Linked DNA regions of Mus musculus: all the other regions are linked to region 4. The links are chromatin contacts, called in public HiCAR-type and HiChIP or PLAC-seq maps. All regions are on one chromosome and are shown on one strand. The core of a region is the stretch at or near the end of the contact, and the rest is flanking DNA. Distances in the headings are between cores, read along the strand shown.

Region 1 (3,148 bases), core at 205-2,704, 450 kb after region 4:
TCCAATCAGTGAGTAACATGGGCTGAGAAGGAGCTTTCTCTAAGGCAGGGTGGAATTGGTCTGGAGGCTTGGTTCTCTTGCTTTGAGAAGGAGGGGCTCGAAAGAGATGTGACCAACATTCTCAACAGGACACCTCTATTTAAATGGACCGACCTTAGATTATTGTGGGCAAGTTTCTAAGCGTCCTCAGGCATCAGTCACTCCACCTTTAAAAGGAGGATACCCTATGGCAGGCTAAGCAATACAAAGGAACTAGACCTCAGGAAGAAATATAAAGAAGTCCCGCGGGCAGCTTTCTAAGAGCAGAGCCCAGGAGAGGAAGCTGAGTCCCATGGCTTGGGAGGGCACGGCCATTTGCTGCCTGCTTGCTTCTTGGAGTGGACAGTTCTGGACTGTATGGAAAGCCGGGGCTACTTAAGCAAATGCTTTCATGAACAGCCTCATCTACACTTTGGCCTGCAACTTCGGTGAGCCTAATTCTTCCTTCTCCCTCTGATTACTTCCATCTGGCTGCAGCAGCTTCAATGGAGTCTCCGGGATTAAAAAAAAAAGAGAAAAAAAAGAAAAAGAAAAAGAAAAAGAAAGAAAGAAAGAAAGAAAGAAAGAAAGAAAGAAAGAAAGAAAGAAAGAAAGACCCCTCTCACTGCAAAACATAAGCAGCAAGCCTAAGGTTGGCGTCACTTGTCGCCGGCGTGCTCTCAGATGGCGGCGTGAGCGAGCCATGGCGAGGGGCGCCTGGGACCCCGGGCACCTGCACTAGCTGCCCGGGCGACGAGGGCCTGCGTGAATCCAGTCTTGCTTCCCAACCCACGTGTCTTCCTTCTGCTACGGCGCACAGAGGATCCGGGAGTTTTGGGAACAACCAGCGGAGGGCTGAGGGGGTTGGGAAGAAAGGGGGAGTTCAGATATTGAAACCAGCAGTCGCAGCGCCCGAGCTCCGGAGCTCATCTGACTTGAGTTAGCAACCCCCCAACCCGGCGCCTTAGAAAAAGTGTTTGAGACTGGCGTGTGCTCCTGTAGCTGGAACTTTCTGGTAGGGGTGCTTTATTTCCTCCGAACTGGGTTGGAAGAATCTGCGATAGTCCCAGCTCTTCTCCTCCAGAGTGGCGTCTGGGTCGTCACCCCCCACCCCCACTCCCTAACTCCTGGGTTCTCTGGTCCCCCGCTGGAACTTTCCGAAGGGGTGCTTTCCTTGCTGGAGCTGAGGTGGGGGAGAGTCTGTGTTCGCCCGCTGGCAATCCCCCTCCAGGGTGGTGTCCCCCCACCCCCAGCCTCAGAGGCAGGGTGCACGCGGCGGGGCGGGCAAGCTAAGGACGCGACGATCAGGGTTTGCCCAAGCTCAGCGCGCGGGGGCGCTGCGCCATCCCAGAGACGCTGATGGATTGCATGAGTGCCGGCGTTCGCCAGCCGAGGCAGCACGGCTCCGCGGACTTTTTTTCAAACTCCTCTCATCAATGAGACTTCGAGGAGGAGCGGGAGGCGGCGGCGGCGGCTACAGAGGACGCGGAGGAAGGCGAGGAGGAGCCAGAGGAAGGAGCACGGGTCGTGCGTAGCATCGCAGCCGCCCGGAGCTGCTGGCCTGGTGTCCTTAGGGACTGCCCGAGTCCCCCGCCCGCCTTGGTCCCCTCCTCTGCCTGGCCAGCCCCGCCCCGGCAGCCGGAGCCCCCGCACTCGGCAGCCCCACTCCAGCCAAGTTGGGATGGGGCCCTGCAACCACTGCCCGGCGCCCGAGAGGCCACCTGCATGCTAGAGGCAAACTTTTGTCTCCTCGGTAAAGTTGCATTGGCCTTCCCACCCTTCCTTTTTTCTTTTCTTTCTTTCTTTCTTTTTTTTTTTTTCCTCCCCTTACTCTTGGTGGCGAAGCACTTCCTAGCCTGGCCAGCTTCGGCTGAGATGCTGTGGCGGTCTTGGAGTGTCTCTCATCCGTTTACCGGAATCGAGATCGTGACACTGATTTTAGGGGGGCCGGCTAAAGAAGGCAACCCTGATTAGTGCCCTGGTCCAGCAGCGGCAGGGCTTAAGGAGGATCTTGGGGATCAGAACTCGTGGCCGGGGTCGATTTTATTACCACAGCCCTCCACTTGAGGGGAAGTGCTTCTTGTTCTTGGGTTGCTCGGGTAGGCCGGTCTTTGACCGGTGGTACCGCTTGGAGCCTGGAACTGTTTGGGGGCGACGTGGGGGCTGGGGTGCGCCGAAGCTCCCTTAGATGGGCAGCTGGGAGCGCGCCTGTGGGACTGTGCGGTGTGCTGCAACCGCCGCCGGCCACTTGGAAACTTGCAACTCTACTTCTCCGCGCTGCGAGTCCGCGTCCAGGAGCCAGTCTTTTCTTTCTTCCTTCTTTCCCTCTCGTTGAACCCTGTTGCCCCTTCCCTCCGCCGCCAGTCTCTGGACCTCGGTTCTGGCTTCCTTACCTTTCTCTCTTATCCTAGGTCTCCAGATCCCCTTGACTTCCAGAATGGATCCACGCGTAATCCTTCGCCGAGGGATCGGTTCCCCCTACTCCTCGCTTTCATCCTAGCCCCCACTTAACACCCCCCAAGCAATCTCTCAACAAGTATATTTGCTGAGGAATTTGAAAAATCCACTACTGCAACTTGATCTGTGTGTGATGGATGAGGAGCGGCGCGGACAGAGTTGGGCGCCAATCCTATTAAGGGTTTAGAGAGAGGGGAGCGTTTTTTTTCCTCCGGGATTGGGGGTGGGGGGAGGGACCGTGTGCTTGAGTGAGTTCGAGAGGGCTCCCGCCGCGCCGGGAGCTGGAAGTCCACCCAACTGGGCTCCTTTTCAGCCCGGCAGCAATTGCTCTCATTTCCTAGGAAACCTGACTTTTAGAGCTTGAGGACACTAAGGATGGAGCCCTTGCGCTTCACCTCGAGTGACCTGGCTACAGAGACGCAAGGAGTTTGTGGGGATCCCCCAGGGCGCCTCTCCTTCCAGGCTTTGTGTGTGTGTCTGTGTGTGTAACTGTCCTGTGATTCCCAGAGCCGATCCCAGTTGGAGCAGGGGTAGGAGAGACTTCTCTTGGTAGTCTCATCCTTCAGAGACTGGGAAGGGATGGGTTCTGTACCTCTCTGTTCCCCAGCTGGGGCATCCTTCATCTTGCTGTTCGGTGGCCGCACGATGTCCTGGGCCCCTTGCCCCTCCGCCC
Region 2 (3,209 bases), core at 174-2,673, 370 kb before region 4:
ACACACACACTCACACACACACTCACACACATACATACACACACACACTCTCACACAAACACTCATACACACACATACACACACACACACACACTCTCACACACACACTCACACACAGACACACACACACATACACACCATGACACAGACACACACACACTCACACACACAGACTCTCTCACACACACACACACTCACACACAAACATACACACACATACACACACACATACACAAACACACCATGACACAGTAAATAAATAAACAAATAAATGTAATGAAATCTTTTTAAAAGGTGTCTTTATCCGTCTGTATGTGTATGTGTGCTTGCTGCATGAGTTTATGTGTACCACAGGCTTGCAGATGCTCGAGGACCCCCTGCATACAGAGTTACAAGTTGCCTGATGTGGATGCTGGGGGTCCAACTTGGGTCCTGTATAAGAGCAGTAAGTGCTCTAGACTGCTGAGCCATCTCTCCAGGCCCTCATATTTTTTTTTCAAAGATTAAAACCCAAAAGGTAGTTGGCACCTAAGGAACAACAGCTGAGGTTGTCCTCTGGTGTCCCTGTGCAGGCGCACCTGCATATGTACAAACAAGCACATCCATGCACATAAACACACACAAACACGCATAGGCAAGCATAGCGTCTGACATAACACAGACATAACTTAAGTGTACAGGGTGCATGCACACAACGGGCACACATCTAAAGGCACAGTGTTTGACACACAGTGAGTATGCAGGTGTACTGTCTTCCCCAGGCTCTGCCGAGCTTCAGCAAGTGGCCTGTAGCCCTTCATCTCTGATAGTCCTTTGTGTGTGGTGAGCATTTAATAGATACTGAAAGTATGGCCAAACGAGTAGTCCTCTGAGTTATCAGACTCTTTTCTCCTCCCTAATACTAAGAAGCATTGGAAAAACAGCATAGCCCATTCTTGCTTTGATGCTAGCAGTATTTTCAGACACTGAATCTGAATTTCAACTATCACAAGTGTGTGACCTTCATTTCCACACAGCTGTGGTCCTCTTTGATTTTGATTTTCTCTTCCTGTTTTCTTGGTTCTCTTTATCTCCTTTTGGTTTTGTTTTCTCGGTGTACTGGTTCTAAGTGTCCATGGTATACGCTACACTTGTAGAGAGAGATGGAGGGAAAACAAGCATGAAGGCAAATGAGATCTTAGCTTAACTACGGACCCTGAGGACGCATTGAAGCCTTTCCTCCATTAGCAAGTGAGTTTCTTACCATGCTGGTGCAGTTCGTACCAGACTTTCCAGCAGGCCTTGTTCCAAGGGGCCATGAATGCCAACGGGGTACTGTGGCCTAAAAGATGTCCACAAAAAAGGCCTCTTTTAGAAGGCAGCCCACATTGCACAGTTGGCAAATGCTAAGCCGAGCGTTCCCCCAGCTTCCAGAGGGAAATGAAAGACGCTTTCCCCATAGCTTCTCTTCCAAGCTCTTACAGCTGGAAGGGCAGGGGAGCCAAGTTCCGCCCTTTTCAGTGTGGGTTGTCACTAGCATGCCAGGATTTTCTGATAGATTAGCCAAACACCCAACACAAGAGAAAGGCCTATCACGCATCTTTCTGCTTATCCATCATTAAATGCTCCATTTCACCCCAAAGAACCTGACTTTTCCTTTTTGCCTTCTGCCATAGCTCAAAAACACCACTGAGGAGATATTTCTTCTAAAAGCTGACAGAGGGACTTGGAAGAAAGTAGTGGGGGGTCCCAAGCAGACCTCTTATTTGTAACTCTGCACCCGAAGGTCTCTGTGATTCTTAGAATCTGCGAGGGTTTTCTAGGATCACTGCTGAATTTTTCCTGACTGAGACGTAGATGCCCAGAGGACTAAAGTGGCACATCCAAGGTCATAAGCCTGGCATAGGGGAGGGCTAAGGCTAGAGCTGGCCTATATGTATATGCATGTGTGCGTTTGAGGGGGTGTGGGGATGCGATGTGTGTGTGTGTGTCTTTGGGGGGTGGAGGGAGAATAAAAGGGCAAGGGAGAAAGACAGAGAGTGCAAGCAAGAGTGCATGTGAGCTCATGAGCACGTGGGCACGTGGAGCCAGACATTTACTTCCTGTATCTTTCTCAGTTGCTCTCCACCTTATTTTATGAGACAGGGTCTTTCACTGAACAGGTTTACTCACCAGTTGATAGACTTGCTAACCAGAGAGATCCAGGAATCCACCTGTCTCTTCCCTGGGTGCTGGAGCGACTGATGTGTGGCCACATCCACTTTTCCATGGCTGTTGGGGATCAGGTCTTCATACTGTTTCAAGCCTGTACTTTACCTGATGAGCCATTTACCCAGCTCCAGGTCATACATTATATATATATATATATATGTACACACACACATATATACATAAATATGTGGGTGTGGGTGTGGGTGTGGGTGTGCGCGCGTGTGCATGCAAGTCTATGGTGCATTTTCTTGATTGATGACTGATGTTGGAGGACTGAGCTCACCGTAGGCAGTGACTCCTCTATGGCTTCTATATCAGTTCCTGCCTCCTTGTTCCTGCTTTGAGTTCCTGCCCTGACTTCCCTGGATGATGGTCTGCAATCTATAAGATGAAGTGAATCTTTTTTTCTCCCCAAGTTGCTTACGGTCATGGTATCTTATGACAGCAATAGAAAAGCCTAGCTAAGATGGCATAGTTATCCTCAGACTCTCTGAAATGGTTTTGTGTTTGTTTTTTATCACTAGCCTCAGATGGCCTGGAGCTCACTGTGTAGCTCAGGGATGAGGTGTTGATCCCCCTGCATCTACCTCTAGAGCGCTGCAGTGCTGGCACTCAAACCCAGGCCCTCAGACATGTGAGGCGTGCATTTTACCAACTGGGCGCATCCCTAGGCCTCCTATAAGTTAATGATTCCAAAGTTGATGCCTTTCCAATGGACAAAGGGCAGACAGCCTCCCTTCGGTCTTATTTTAAACAGACACCCCAAATAGCACAACCAAAAAGCCTAGTTTGTTTTTCTTGTCATGCAAAATAAAACAGTTTACAGCAGACATTCCCTAACTCACAAATAAGCCAGCATCCCAACAGTGTGTTTGGATTTTTGCTATTTAGAATCCAGGATGTATTCTTCTTCCCAGGAAATCACATGATCAAGCGTGGGTAGAACCCCAGGCAAGGTCATGAGGGTCAACTTAACTAAAGAGTAACCACACTGGACTCCAAACAATTCTCTACCATAT
Region 3 (2,980 bases), core at 464-2,963, 410 kb after region 4:
TGTGTGTGTGTGCATGTGTGTGTGCATGTGTGAGCATGCATTATGTGCATATGTGTGTGTACACTTGAGTGTGTATGCACATGTGTGAATGTGTGTATGCAGGAGGGCATGCACTTGTGTGTGTTTCTAGATGGCCGATCCATGTCCCTGACTGCCTCTTCTGCAGGCTCTGTGAGGACCCTTGGACCCTCTGACTCAAGTATTCTACAGTCCACAGTACCACTCGGCCTCTCCAGGGCACTTTTTCCAGTTTTCACTGAATGTCTTTCTTCTCCCAGGAACCCTTTTCCTGGAGCCTCTGGGAGCATGGCAACCTGCTGGGTAGTCAGTCCCGCACCTCGCAGACCCAGGTGTGCCCTGAGCTCCTTCCCCCTGCCTATCAGTTCTGGGAATACTTCTTTCTGATGTTCCCCCCTCCCCTCCTCTGCTTCTGGCCATAGTCTCTTTTCTTAAAGCTGTGATCAGCCAGCCACTCTAGCATCACAAGGGCAAGAGAGACATGTGCTGGGGTCTGGGCTCAGGTCCCACCTACCTGTCTCCTCTGACTGGACCTCCCCATTTTGTGTTTGCAACGTGGAGCAGACTGAGGAATAGCAGGCTCAGGAGATAGCTCAGTAGGCAGGCTTCCTTGCCTGAGTTGTGCTCCCTCAACCAATGTAAAAGGCTGGGCATGGCCCCGTGTACCTGTTACCCAAGCACTTGGAAGATGCAGAGACTAGAAGACCTTTGGAGTTTGCTGGCTACCAACCTAGCTCCAAGTTCAGTAGGAGACCTTATCCTAAGAGAATAAGACAGAGTGTGATAGCAAAGGAACCTGGTGTTCGCCTCCAGCTCCAGCACAGACAAGAACACATACACCCCCACATACATGTGAATACATTATACAAGCATGTGCACATGCGTGGGAACACACATATATCCACACTAGCTTTGGGGCCCCCTAAACTCCTGTAACACAGCTTTAGACCCAAATAGCAAACTGGGAGCCTCAGTTGCCCTATGATACCCCCCTCCAAGATTGAGAAAATGGATGTCAAGTGACTGTGTAGAATCTTCCCGTTCCGTGACAAGGAAACAACATGGCTGCTTGTTGCAGTCAGTGCTCCCAGCATGAGACCCCCAGGTCAAGACCTTCTGTTTTCACCAGAAGACCCCATCAAACACCAAGCCTCCAGGTGAAGAAAGGGATTATCAGAGAAGACAAATGACTTGCCCCAATGTCACCAGCTGCCAAGTGGCAGAGCTGGCTGTGATTCCAGATTGGAGTCCCCCCTGCCCTCAGAAACAAGCCATCCTCAACCTTTTTCTTTAGGGAGCACTGGAGGACTGATTGACCCCTTGGGCTCCTTACTCCCTAGTCTCGGCTTGTCTTCAGCCTCTCTGGTCCCCATCCCTTCCAAACCTCAAGCTCGGAACAGGAGTCTGTCCAGATGGGCGTTTGCTTGCCAGCCCCACCTCCAGCCGTGTGACCCTCCTAATGCCAAGGGCCACCAAACACACGGGGGCCAGAGAAGGTCTCCAGGCAAAACCAGGACAGGAGCCAAACAGTGGCTCTGCCCTTCTCTCACAACGGTGGCTCTGGGCTGGGCACTGCCCTGGGAGCCAGAAGGAGAGGCGGTGCTGTCCCTGGCTGATCCCCGGTGCACAGGTGTTCTCTACAGCCCAGGGAAGGGAGGAGGGGGGCTGGGCAGCAAGGCCGCAGGCGAAGAGCTGCGAAGAACTATCTGTTGTTTCCTCCTCGGGCTCCGGGAACAATTCCCCTTTGAGCTTCTTGGCTGAGGTAGCTGAGAGAGTCTTTCTCCAAGGCTGATCTTGACAGATTGATTTATCTGTTTCGGTAACTTGGCCTTCCTGAGAAAGTGAGGCTCTGAGCCAGGCTGCCTGGGGACCAACCTGGGGAGCTGGAGAGCCTGCTCTTTGGGCTCAAGAGCAGACCCTGGGTTCCTCTCCCTGCCCTTACTGGAACCAAGGAGGTGAGGGGCATTTCACCAACTGCAGCCTGGCATCTATAGGCAGGTGGCTCCACCTCAGTTCCCCAGCCCCTGCTCACACGTGGGTGTCTTTGGTCCCATTTTATACCTGGGAAGATCACTACCCAGGACCATAGGGAACAGAGGTAGAGAACCGGACAGGAACTCAGAGCTCTGCTTCCTCCATATCAATCCTCATCTGCCTCAAAGAGGACCTTAAACTTGAACCTCAGAGGGAAGCTTACCAGCATGGCCTCCCCAGCTGGGGCCCGGCCCTCCTGCCTGCCCTTCCCAACGTTCCCTGACTTAAGCTTCATGCTCCAGCCCAGACTTGCTTTGCCTTAGCGCGCGCGCACGCGCGCACACACACACACACACACACACACACACACACGCCCCATGCATACCCACTTGCTTGTCTCCCATCATTCTGTCCACACCCCAGGCAAGGCCAGGCACTGAGGGAGGGTTCCTATATGTTGGGAAAGGAAGGAGGGAGGAAATGAAAGATTGGAAGGAAGGAGAGAGGGTGAGAGAAGAGAGAGGAGGGCAAGGAAAGGTGTGAGGGGAGAAGGGGGAGGAAGGACAGAGAGAGTGGAAGTGACATCCCAGAATCCCTGAGCCCACCATGACGTCTGTACACTGGCTGCCTATAGCTTAAGTATCATGTTTAAGAGACAGGAAAAGAGCCCGATGCTGTCTTGAGTGGAGTCCTTGGACTCTGTCCTGAGTTTGGATACTGGTGTGAGGACAGGAAGCTGCCGTTTCTCTTTCCTCTGCACACACCCTAGCTGCCCTGGGCTATGGTCTGAAGTCTAGGCAGCCTCAAGTCCGTCCAGCCGAACTGCTGAGCTGAGGGTGTCACTCTGCCCACTTCCTGTCTGAGCAATGACATTGCAGGGTCAGGGGCACCTGGGACTGGCTGCCTGTTGCTCTCCTCTCTAATCCCAAACTGAATAGCCTGAGATGGTTTTAGCAGAGCCCCAGTCCTGCTCCAGCCACCTCTGTAG
Region 4 (2,934 bases), core at 291-2,790:
ACTCAGCAGCTAAGAGCACTTGTTGCTTCTGTAGAGGACCCAAGTTCAGTTCCCAACACCCATACGATGGTTCAGAACCCGTAATGCCAGTTCCAGGGGATCCGTACCCTCTCTTGCAGGCACTCAGCACCCATGTGGTGTACATAGATTCAGTGCAGGTAAAACACCATGCACATAGCCAGGCATGGTGTTGCATGCCTTCAATGCCAGTACTAGGAGGCAGAGACAGGCAGATCTTTATGAGTCTGAGGCCAGCCTGGTCTACAAAGTGAATTCCAGGACAGCCAGGGCAGTCACACAGAGAAACCCTGTCTCACACAAAAAACAAAAAACAATAAAATAAGACCACCCCTCCCCTCCCACCACCACCCCCCAAAAAGAGAAAGAAACCCCCATGCACATAAAATAAATCTTTTTTTTTAAGAGCCCTGGCAGTTTTTCTTTCTTTTAAATTTGCGTGTGCAGAGGGAGGAAGGTTGAGAGAGAGAGAGAGAGAGAGAGAGAGAAGAGGGAGTGCACATCAGAGGACAACTTGAGGGAGCCAGTTTTCTCTTCCCATTATGTGGTTCCCAGGGGTCTACAGGGGTCCAAGTCTGTTGAGGCTGTGGGGCTTGTCTCTGCGGGTGTCTTTACCCCTCCAGCCACCTGCTAGCCCAGGGAGACTTGGCTTCTCCTTATGCTGTCAGTGGGAGGACTAGGTCTGTTAGTTGCTGGTATGGAACCATTTAAACAAAGCACAAAAGCCTCTGATATAATATACAAGTATCCTAGTTTAGAATTATCAGCAAGAATAATTACACAGTGCGGGCTACGGTTATCACTGTTTCCCTCCTTAAAGATCAGAAACAAACGTTGAATTATTAATTACCATACAGTGAAAAGCACCAGTTCGTACGGGTGGGTGGGGTATCACACAACTGTGGCAGTGAGAAGTGGCTAATGTTCAGCTGGGAAAATCAACCCTAGTCGAAAACGCGTAAGAAAATAAGCTCCTGAGCGTAGGAGGGTGATGAAGGGCAGCCTGCAGCTTGTAGTTCTTGCCGCTGGCTATAGCTAGGGTTAGGGTTCCTGACCTGGCCTGTGACCTAGGTCAAATTAATAGCTGTAATTCCTTTACTAGTAGGGTGTCATGGGCGAAGCTAGAGGCGATGCCACCTGGAGTTTCCAGTCCCTGACCAAGGGTCTTCAAAGCTGCTTATCACCTTCCACACTAGGGCGCAGGCCACACTTGGCCACACAGTCCTCCTCATTGGCTTCTATCAGCTCAGTCTTTCTTGGCTTTTTCACAACTCTGGCCTGGCTCCGGCTTCCCCAGGAGTGCACCCGCCCACGCCCCGGCGTCCCCAGACCAGTTCCCAAGCTCTGCCACTGCAGCAGCGGTCACGTGCGCGAGTCCGGCTGGGGAGCCGAAAGGAAGGGGGAATGGGTGGGGCCGTTCCGTGGGTGCCACGCCCACACACTCAATGTGTTTTCTCATTGGTGAAGGTTTGGAAGTACCTCTTCGGATTGGTCAATAGGCGTGGCCTCGGAGAACGGAAGGGAGGGCTGCCTCTGGAGAGGACAGGGTTGCCGGGCGGACAGCGGGAACGCGCTCCGGGGGGTGGGGACGCGCGAGCTCACCACTCCTCAATGACAAATCGACTGGGGACAGCTGGGGTCCGGCCCCAGGACGGGGCGGGGCGCTCGTGAGAGCGGCGATTCTGGTTGTGCGCATAGCCAGAGCGGCGGTGGGACGGCTCCCCCAGGTAAGGATGCTGTGCCCCGCAGGGGACCGCAGACGAGGGGTGCGCCCTAGGATAGGGAAGTGAGTACGCTCTCCGCGCGATTGCAGGCCTCCTAGTTCCACGTTGGGAGGGAGGGACACGTCTCATGAAGGACAACGCCCCGGACTGCGCCCCGCTTGGCTTGAAAGGTGTCTTTTGGGAAAGCCGGAGAGACTCCCAGCCGGATCTGGGGGTGCTGAGGACATGGGGGAGGCGCCCCAGTTTCTCTTCCCTTGCTGCCTGTCCTTCCCTTTTTCCACAAATGGCCACTTCCTGCCTTTTCGGGCCTCCCTCCTGAGTTGGTCCACTTCCTCCGTCCCTTTCAGATCCATAAAATGTTGCCCAAACTTCTTTCTTAAAGGTAGGAACTTGTACTTTGGGTGACCTGGGAGCTGGGTTCAAGAAGTTTGTAGGGATTTGTTGGTTGTGAATTACTTTTTGATTCTGTCTTCCAGTTGCCTTTCAGAGTGTGACTAGCATCAAAGGTGGTTTTTAGAAGCACCGTGGCTTGAAGGGTTTTCCTGACCCGGTTCTCTGAGCCAAGTCAGCTCGTGGCTCAGACTTGCTTGTGGCCCAGACTTGAGTGTCCCCAGAGGGCGCGGCACCCACAGCAGGGTCCTTTTTCCTAGAGTTCATTTCCAAGTGAATCCTGGAATCTAGGGATTGGTGTTACCAGGGTGTTCTGGAAGAGGGTCTGGAATGGACTGATAGTTCTTACCCTCACTTGCCTTCAATCCCTGAAGAACAGAGATCCTCTCGCTCTGGCTCTGCTTTCATTTCCTAACCACCTTTCTTAAGTTTGGGTTTATTGAATGATCAAGGCTTATCCTCAGAGGGGCAGGGAGTGTGCTTTGGATGTGCCAAGTGAAGATAGTTTTAATCAGAGCAAGAATCTTACATGTTAAGTCTCAGAACATGTCAAAGTGGCGCCGCTTAAGCCTGGATTGAGGTGGTGAAATTGTGAGAGCCATAAAGGGAGGTGCTGAATATTGAGAAGGAGGTGTGAGCCAAGGTTGATCCTGGTTTTGGAACTTTGTGTGTATGAGACATGATCTTTTGTAGCGCAGGCTGGCCTGGAACTTGATAGATAGCTAGAGTGACCTTGAACATGTGACGTTCCTGCCTCTACCCCTTGAGTGTTGTGATAACTGTATTCTACCATGCCTGGTCC
Region 5 (3,294 bases), core at 596-3,095, 430 kb after region 4:
GGTGAGTCAGTCTGGCCCTCCAGGGTACTGCTCTGCAGCCTGCAAGGTCACTTTCTCTGTGACTCTCAAGAGGCAATGGGTAGGAGGCTTTCTCTCCCCCCCCCCCCCCCACACAGTTATTCATTTAAGGAAAAGAATTCCTGAGGGGCTGGAGATGTGGGTCAGTTGGTACAATGCATAAAGGAAGTCTTAGGTTCAGACCCCGATATGCCCTTGTCTGTGACTCAAGCACCCAGGAGGATCATAAGTTCAAGGTCACCCTTGCTACACAGTGAGTCTGATACCTGCTTGAACTACACGTGATCCTAGCTTAAAAACAAAGATGGTGGGCAAGATGGGTCAGAGGGGAAGGGGCTTGCTGCCAAGGCTGGCAACCTGAGTTTGATTTGTGAAATTCACGGGGTGGAGAGAACCAGATCCCACAAGTTGTCTTTTGACCTCTGCGCATGCGTCATGGCATGCATCAAACCACACAATAAGTAGATAGATAGATAGATAGATAGATAGATAGATAGATAGATAGATAGATATTACAAATTTTAAGTTTAAAAACTAAGCAAGACAAAACACTGTAGGAAGGGCTGTAGTAAGGAATGAATAAGTGAGGTTAGAAAATACCCCAGTGTTGGTCCTTAAAAGCCAAGGTTTTGTTATGCGGAGACCTCAGCTCCCCCACCTACCATCTTTTGAATTCTCTGGGCACCTGCCTCAACCAGTGTCACCCCAAAGGACAGAGCACATCTGAGGTTTGCATGGTAGGAAATCCTGCAGGTCTGTCAGCAAGACAAAGGGTTTTTAATTAAGCACTAATGGCTTTGGGTCCCCCTCCCCTCAAATCCCTATCTTGGGTGTGCCCCCCCCCACAAGGCTTTCTGGATCTGGGAAGATCTAAGAGTTCCAGCAAGAGGAAGAGGGAAGGAGGGGGCAGGGCTGGCTGTAAGACACTGGGGACCGACTTTCCATCCTCACTCTGGCTTTAACTTGAAGCACCCTCTCACCAACCTATTTATTGCGCTCTCTGCCTGAGGTCTCCTCCTCCTCCTCCTCCTCCTCCTCCTCCTCCTCCTCCTCCTCCTCCTCCTCCTCCTCCCCCTCCTCCTCCTCCTCCTCCTCTCCCCTTTCCCCCTCCCCCTCCTCTTCTTTCCATCCTTTCTGTCTTGTTCAGGTAGCAGAGGGTGGCCTCAGTTCGATCTAGGTCTGACCTTGAACTTGCGATCCTCCTGACTCCACCTCCTAAATACCAAGATTCCCGGAGTGCACCGCAGCCACAGTCAGTTAGTCTGTGGCCTCCTGCTCGCTAGGTGAGACCCACTAGCTGAGCCACACCCTCAGTTCTGGGCCAGCTTTTCTAAATTAACCCCTGCCTGTGGTATCCGACCCAGCAACGCCTCCACCTTCAGGTCCTGTCCTGAACTATCTTACCACATCTGTGCACCCAAGAATGGTCTTGCAGCCATGGTACTGTAGCTGTGAAACCCCAGCCCTCGGGAGGCTGAGGCAGGAAGGTTGTTGTTAGTGAGTTCCAGTCCAGCTTGTGCTACAGACTGAGACCTCATTTACACAGAAAAGTACGTTCTTTGCAAGTGTCTGTATGGCTAAACACAGACACACCCTAAATACCTCTCCCCAGCAGATTCGTCAAACGCGATGCAGCAGCAAGTATATAGCCTTACTGTGGAATTGCCACCAAGGAAAGCTTTTGAGGAAGAAGGAAGTTTTGGAACTGTATGCTCAATGGCATGGGGCTTCTCTGAGAAGGAAGGTGGGAAGGACATTTTAGAGGCAGGGACTTCCTGGAAGGAGTGGCAAATACTTCAGCTGACCCGGGAAGGAGAAAGCAGAGATGGGGCCCCCTAGTGGAGAAGGGGTAAAGAGAGGGAGTCATCACCCTAAGCTGGGAGAGGGAGATAACATCTCTAAGGTAACCAGTGACTGGAAAGGTCTGATGATGTGTAATTGACAACCCAGAGCAGACAGACCCAGACAGACCCAGACAGAGCAGTATCGTCTGCCTCTACCCGGGTCATCAGAAAGAAAGGTGCAGAGAACCATTAGACAATGAAAATAGCACTTTTGGTGAGATTGTCCACAGTGCCCAGCTGATGCTGCACCGTCCTTTAGCCACAGGACATTTTTAAAAAATATTTTTATTAGGTATTTTCCTCATTTACATTTCCAATGCTATCCCAAAAGTCCCCCATACCCTCCCCCCCACTCCCCTACCCACCCACTCCCACTTTATGGCCCTGGCGTTCCCCTGTACTGGGGCATATAAAGTTTGCGTGTCCAATGGGCCTCTCTTCCCAGTGATGGCCGACTAGGCCATCTTTTGATGCATATGCAGCTAGAGACAAGAGCTCCGGGGTACTGGTTAGTTCATATTGTTGTTCCACCTATAGGGTTGTAGATCCCTTTAGCTCCTTGATTACTTTCTCTAGCTCCTCCATTGGGGCCCCTGTGATCCATCCAATAGCTGACTGTGAGCATCCACTTCTGTGTTTGCTAGGCCGCGGCATAGTCTCACAAGAGACAGCTATATCTGGGTCCTTTCAGCAAAATCTTGCTAGTGTGTGCAATGGTGTCAGCGTTTGGAAGCTGATTATGGGATGGATCCTCGGATATGGCAGTCTCTAGATGGCCCATCCTTTCGTCACAGCTCCAAACTTTGTCTGCCACGGGACTTTTTAGAACATCAAGGAGATCCTGGGTACTGCCCAGCCTTGGGCTGCAATTGTGGATGGCTGCCATCTGCCGCCTTCGTGATACCATAGATGACTTCAGCAGTGGAGCTGGTTAAGAAGCAACAAGAGAAAATATGTGTAGAGAAGATCACCTGACCAAAACGAAACAAAGAACTAAGTGGGGCTGAGGGTGTGGCTCAGGTGGTAGCATGCTGGCCCAGCACACCCAGATTCGTAAACTAAGCCTGGTGGTCCAGATCTGTAATCTCCGTGTTCTGGAGGTGGAGACACGAGGATCAGAAGTTCAGGGTCATCCTTGGCTACATAGCAAGTCACATAGCCTGTGCTATGTGAGACTCTGTCAGAAAAGAAAAGGAAAAAAGAAGGGAAAAGAGGAGGAGAAAGGGGAGGAGGAGGGGGAGGACTATGGCATGTTTCCTGTCTTGAAGTCAGGAAGCCAACAGAAAGACACATCAAGAGATCTTCAAATGCAGTTGAGTGTGTCAGGGAGCCATGTGATGACAGCATCTTTGGTAGAGGGTGTCCGTCAAGCCACTAGAAGGTTTGTTCTTGTCCAGGAGGGCTTCTTGGAGGAAAGACAGTTTAAGATATC
Region 6 (3,285 bases), core at 329-2,828, 490 kb before region 4:
ATATGTTTTCACTAAGAAAAATGCTATGTTCACATTTAAATGCAGCACAATACACATATACATACATGCATGGAAACATCCTGTGATCCATGCTGGGGGAAGGGGCGTTAGAGCTGGCAGGTGGATTTAAGGATCAAACTAAGGTCATGAGGTTTGGAAGCAAGCACACTTAACCACTGAGCCACCCTTCCGGTCCCGAGATGAGGTTGTTTTATAGGCAGGAATGTTGATGAGAGGGAAAAGGGGAACCAAACCAAATTAACAAAAAACAATGAACTTTCCAGTGGGGGAAAGGGTTACATCTAGCACATAGGTGTAGAAGTGGACAGCAGACAGGAAGTTAGACACTGTCTGGACTCTATAGTCCAGTCTCCTCACGTATGCCTGTAAATAACGTCAAGCTTCATGTCATACAGACGAAGAGAGACCAGAAGAAAAGCTGGAAAGAGTTTTGAATGGACGCTGTAAACTTCCAATGATTTTGGATTAAACTTAAAGTCTTGTCCACAAGTGAGGAATTCAGGCCTGGTGCTGTGAACCCAGTCAAAAGCTGGTGCCTGCTGGGTCATCACTCTAAGAACCTACTACTGATGCTAAGCCACATGTTGCCAAACAGCCTTCTAAATACATATGCTTATACCATGGATTAGTAGAGCCTTTACCTTGCTTGGCCAGAGAAGTTGCTCTCCATACTAGGCACCGGTTTATGCAGTTTCATAAGTAGGCAGAGTGCTTAGAATAAATGTCTATTGAATGCTCAGCTTATATAGAACATATCAACCCAACGCTAAAGGAAAATCAAAGAAGTGGGGGGTGGGGTAGGGGGAGAGTGAAGAGCCAGAGGAAGGGAAGAGTGCTATGAAATGCTGTCTTCTGGCTATGACGTGCCATTGCATGGTAAACTCCCTGGTTATCTGAGCCAGACCTGCACAAGGTCAGGTCAGCATTCCGGCAGGGGGCACTAACTGGAATCAGTGGATTATTAACAAAAGAGAAGATGGTGTGGCGGGGGAGGGGCTGGATTGAGGGTTCTTGATCCAGGCTGGGGTGCATATAATCGAGATACATTGTTTACATGTACAAAACTGTCAAAGAAGAAATAAAAGATAAACTAGTTTTTAAAAAAATATGCAAGAGAATGTGGAAATTTCTTCAAAATAGTAGAAAGTTCAAGCGAAACTCAATTGGCTGAAATTTAACCATGGTTGCAGCGGGAGAAGGGGAGCTTCTTTTGCTGGTGTACGAACTTTATCATATATCAAAGTGTAAAACTGGGAGGGGATAAAGGGGGAGCCTGGACAGGAGGTCCCGCCCACTGTGCCGGCGCCCTGCCCAGAGCTGCTCAGGCAGACTGCCCAGCCCTCAAAGTGCCCTAACTTTCTCTGCTCCTCTGGGAATCCATTAGTTTTCCACATAGTAAGTGGCGCTCTCTGGTCTTTCTCAGGCTCCGCATACTGTTCAGAACCCAAAGAAGTTAACCCTCGTCCCAGAATAGAAACCGCCCAACTTCCCCCCATGTTTGCGGGCCGTTTGGGCGCGTCCCCCAGCACATCTTGGGAAAGCGTCCGCGTTGTCATGGCGACGCTGTGAGTAGGTTCCTGCGCGCCCGCCCCGGAACTATCGTCTGCAGGGTAAGAGGCTTCAGATTTGTGACTCGAGTGTCCCAAGGTGGTCGCCAAGCTACTAAAGCAGCGGGAACCCCCAGGCAGATCTCCTAGATGTTCATCTAGGGATCGGGTCCGGGTGGGGGCGAGGTGAGACCCAAAGAAAAGATGGTGGTAGGAATGAGCCTGCATTCTACCTACCACTTTAGAATGAGTTGGCATGAAAGAAGAGGGGATTAGCCAGGGTGGGGCCCAGTCCAACTTGACCCTACCAGAAACACAATGGGTCCAAGAGCAACAGGGTTGGGGGGGGGTGGGGGGGGGAGTTGGGGCAGGTATTGGAAGGCAGAGAGGGCCGGGAAGGGGGTCTGGGGAGGACTGTGTTAAGCGGATTCCTTAGGCTGTGTTGAGGATTGTGCAACCTTTGCTATTCAACCGGACGCTTGGGGAGAAGACAGCCCAACTTATTTCTGGAAATAGTTGTTACGCAGCTACTGTACAGACAACCTCAACCTCAGGGTATCTCTACTTTCTCTTGTGTCTTCTCGAAAGCTATGGAACTTCTCCAAGGGAAAAAGAGTAAAACTCATAGACGTGTATTCTTGATTTTACCTTCAACTTCAGGGGATTCCCCAAGCAGCCCCTGGCTTGTTTGAAGGAGTCAAGAGTTGTGGGTGATATAGAAAGTGTGGGATTGGGAGCCAGTGAGACGGATCAATAGGTGAATGTGCTTGCTTTGCAAGCCGGATGACCCGAGTTCAATCTCCACAACCCACACAAGAGTGGGAGGAGCCAACCAACTGCACAGAATAGTTGTCCTCTGACCTCCACACGTGCACTTTCTGCTCCCCACCATCCCCACAAAATAATAAAGGCTTTTAAAATGTGGAATGTGTAAAGTTCTCTTTCAAGGCAATAATGTTAATAAATGACGTCTAAAAGAGTAATTGAGAAAGAATGTTAGAGGGGGCTGGGAATGGGTGTTTATGAGGAAAGTGGAGTTTCCAACGACTGTCAACTGAAAATAGCCTTGACCCTGAGTCCTAGGCATGTCCCAGGTCTCTCTGATACAGCCACCTCCAGGCTCTGTCACCCCTCTATCACCTCCTATTAGCAGACAGGTCCAGAAGGTGACATATGAATGCCTGTGTCTTGCAAACACTCAATATGTTCAAGGGACCCTTGTTCACATCTCTGTGAATGTGATATGCAGACATATCAAAAAGAAGACTTTTAGCTGTCAATCTAGAATTATCTAGATCTAGAATCATCTGGGAAGAGTCTGAATGAGGAGTTATCTAGATCAGATTGGCCTCTGGGTATGTGGGTTGGTTGTTAATTGGTGTGAGAAAACTTGGCCTTCTGTGGGCAGCGCCATGCCCTAGGCTCTGTACGTTGTGAGAGTTCCGGAAGAAAGCTAGGAAGCAAAGGCAACAGCTAGCATGGGGGCTTTCGTTTCTCTCTACATTTGACTGCAGGTGTTAATGTGACTAGTTGAGTTCCTGCCTCAGTTTTCCCTTGATAATCTGGAGTTGTAAGCCCAGATAAACCCTTTCCTCCCCTACACGGATTCTTTTTGACAGGATATCTTGTCATTAACAACAGAAAACTAGGGCATTTTCCATATTTATTAGCCCTTGAGAGTTCTTTCTTTCTCCCCACCCCCAACCCCATGTGCCCC

The links. HiCAR-type assays count read pairs that join an accessible place to other places. HiChIP or PLAC-seq counts read pairs in DNA pulled down with a chosen protein or histone mark.
Region 1: an H3K4me3 HiChIP or PLAC-seq map of embryonic stem cells shows a contact between it and region 4, with 6 times the contacts expected there. The contact joins the promoter of Gli2 here to the promoter of Ralb in region 4. A contact is called at or near these places in 2 of 39 promoter capture datasets (the SN4741 cell line and embryonic stem cells), 7 of 115 datasets of contacts at active chromatin or transcription factors (astrocytes, embryonic stem cells, fibro-adipogenic progenitors and 1 more) and 1 of 9 other capture datasets (adipose tissue).
Region 2: an H3K4me3 HiChIP or PLAC-seq map of forebrain shows a contact between it and region 4, with 5 times the contacts expected there. The contact joins the enhancer-like site here to the promoter of Ralb in region 4. A contact is called at or near these places in 1 of 39 promoter capture datasets (pre-B cells), 4 of 115 datasets of contacts at active chromatin or transcription factors (embryonic limb bud, embryonic stem cells, forebrain and 1 more) and 1 of 9 other capture datasets (embryonic stem cells).
Region 3: an H3K4me3 HiChIP or PLAC-seq map of stem cell-derived neural progenitor cells shows a contact between it and region 4, with 15 read pairs. The contact joins the enhancer-like site here to the promoter of Ralb in region 4. A contact is called at or near these places in 9 of 39 promoter capture datasets (the 3T3-L1 cell line, 3T3-L1-derived adipocytes, frontonasal cranial neural crest and 4 more), 1 of 15 datasets of contacts at CTCF or cohesin (large pre-B cells), 1 of 484 Hi-C or Micro-C datasets (embryonic stem cells), 25 of 115 datasets of contacts at active chromatin or transcription factors (the NIH/3T3 cell line, astrocytes, differentiating embryonic stem cells and 12 more) and 2 of 9 other capture datasets (adipose tissue and embryonic stem cells).
Region 5: a contact with region 4 is called in an H3K4me3 HiChIP or PLAC-seq map of embryonic stem cells, with 8 times the contacts expected there. The contact joins the enhancer-like site here to the promoter of Ralb in region 4. A contact is called at or near these places in 9 of 39 promoter capture datasets (the 3T3-L1 cell line, 3T3-L1-derived adipocytes, the SN4741 cell line and 4 more), 1 of 484 Hi-C or Micro-C datasets (embryonic stem cells), 19 of 115 datasets of contacts at active chromatin or transcription factors (differentiating embryonic stem cells, embryonic forebrain, embryonic hindbrain and 8 more) and 1 of 9 other capture datasets (embryonic stem cells).
Region 6: a HiCAR-type map of astrocytes shows a contact between it and region 4, with 3 times the contacts expected there. The contact joins the promoter of Cfap221 here to the promoter of Ralb in region 4. A contact is called at or near these places in 2 of 39 promoter capture datasets (embryonic stem cells and hippocampal neurons) and 4 of 115 datasets of contacts at active chromatin or transcription factors (astrocytes, embryonic forebrain, embryonic midbrain and 1 more).

Annotation. Positions count from the first base shown.
Region 1 is chr1:119,051,925-119,055,072 of GRCm38.p6, reverse strand. It overlaps Gli2 (GLI-Kruppel family member GLI2), which reads left to right and starts at 1,454. Exons shown (of 14, transcript NM_001081125.1): 1 at 1,454-1,771.
Region 2 is chr1:119,877,310-119,880,518 of GRCm38.p6, reverse strand. No RefSeq gene overlaps it. Among named protein-coding and RNA genes, the nearest start is that of Gm28209, 24 kb to the left of the region's middle. Within about 2 kb of position 1,423, at least 55 of the 459 cell types and tissues checked have an H3K27ac peak or open chromatin away from gene starts, as enhancers often do. A contact at or near this core is called in forebrain, where this site is marked.
Region 3 is chr1:119,096,919-119,099,898 of GRCm38.p6, reverse strand. No RefSeq gene overlaps it. Among named protein-coding and RNA genes, the nearest start is that of Gm41934, 28 kb to the left of the region's middle. Within about 2 kb of position 1,713, at least 12 of the 459 cell types and tissues checked have an H3K27ac peak or open chromatin away from gene starts, as enhancers often do. A contact at or near this core is called in stem cell-derived neural progenitor cells, where this site is marked.
Region 4 is chr1:119,503,388-119,506,321 of GRCm38.p6, reverse strand. It overlaps Ralb (v-ral simian leukemia viral oncogene B), which reads left to right and starts at 1,540. Exons shown (of 5, transcript NM_022327.5): 1 at 1,540-1,745.
Region 5 is chr1:119,073,647-119,076,940 of GRCm38.p6, reverse strand. No RefSeq gene overlaps it. Among named protein-coding and RNA genes, the nearest start is that of Gli2, 22 kb to the right of the region's middle. Within about 2 kb of position 1,845, at least 12 of the 459 cell types and tissues checked have an H3K27ac peak or open chromatin away from gene starts, as enhancers often do. A contact at or near this core is called in differentiating embryonic stem cells and embryonic stem cells, where this site is marked.
Region 6 is chr1:119,995,525-119,998,809 of GRCm38.p6, reverse strand. It overlaps Cfap221 (cilia and flagella associated protein 221), which reads left to right and starts at 1,578. Exons shown (of 24, transcript NM_001115074.2): 1 at 1,578-1,631. Gm33817 (a long non-coding RNA gene) reads right to left here and starts at 1,572. Exons shown (of 3, transcript XR_387317.4): 1 at 663-1,572.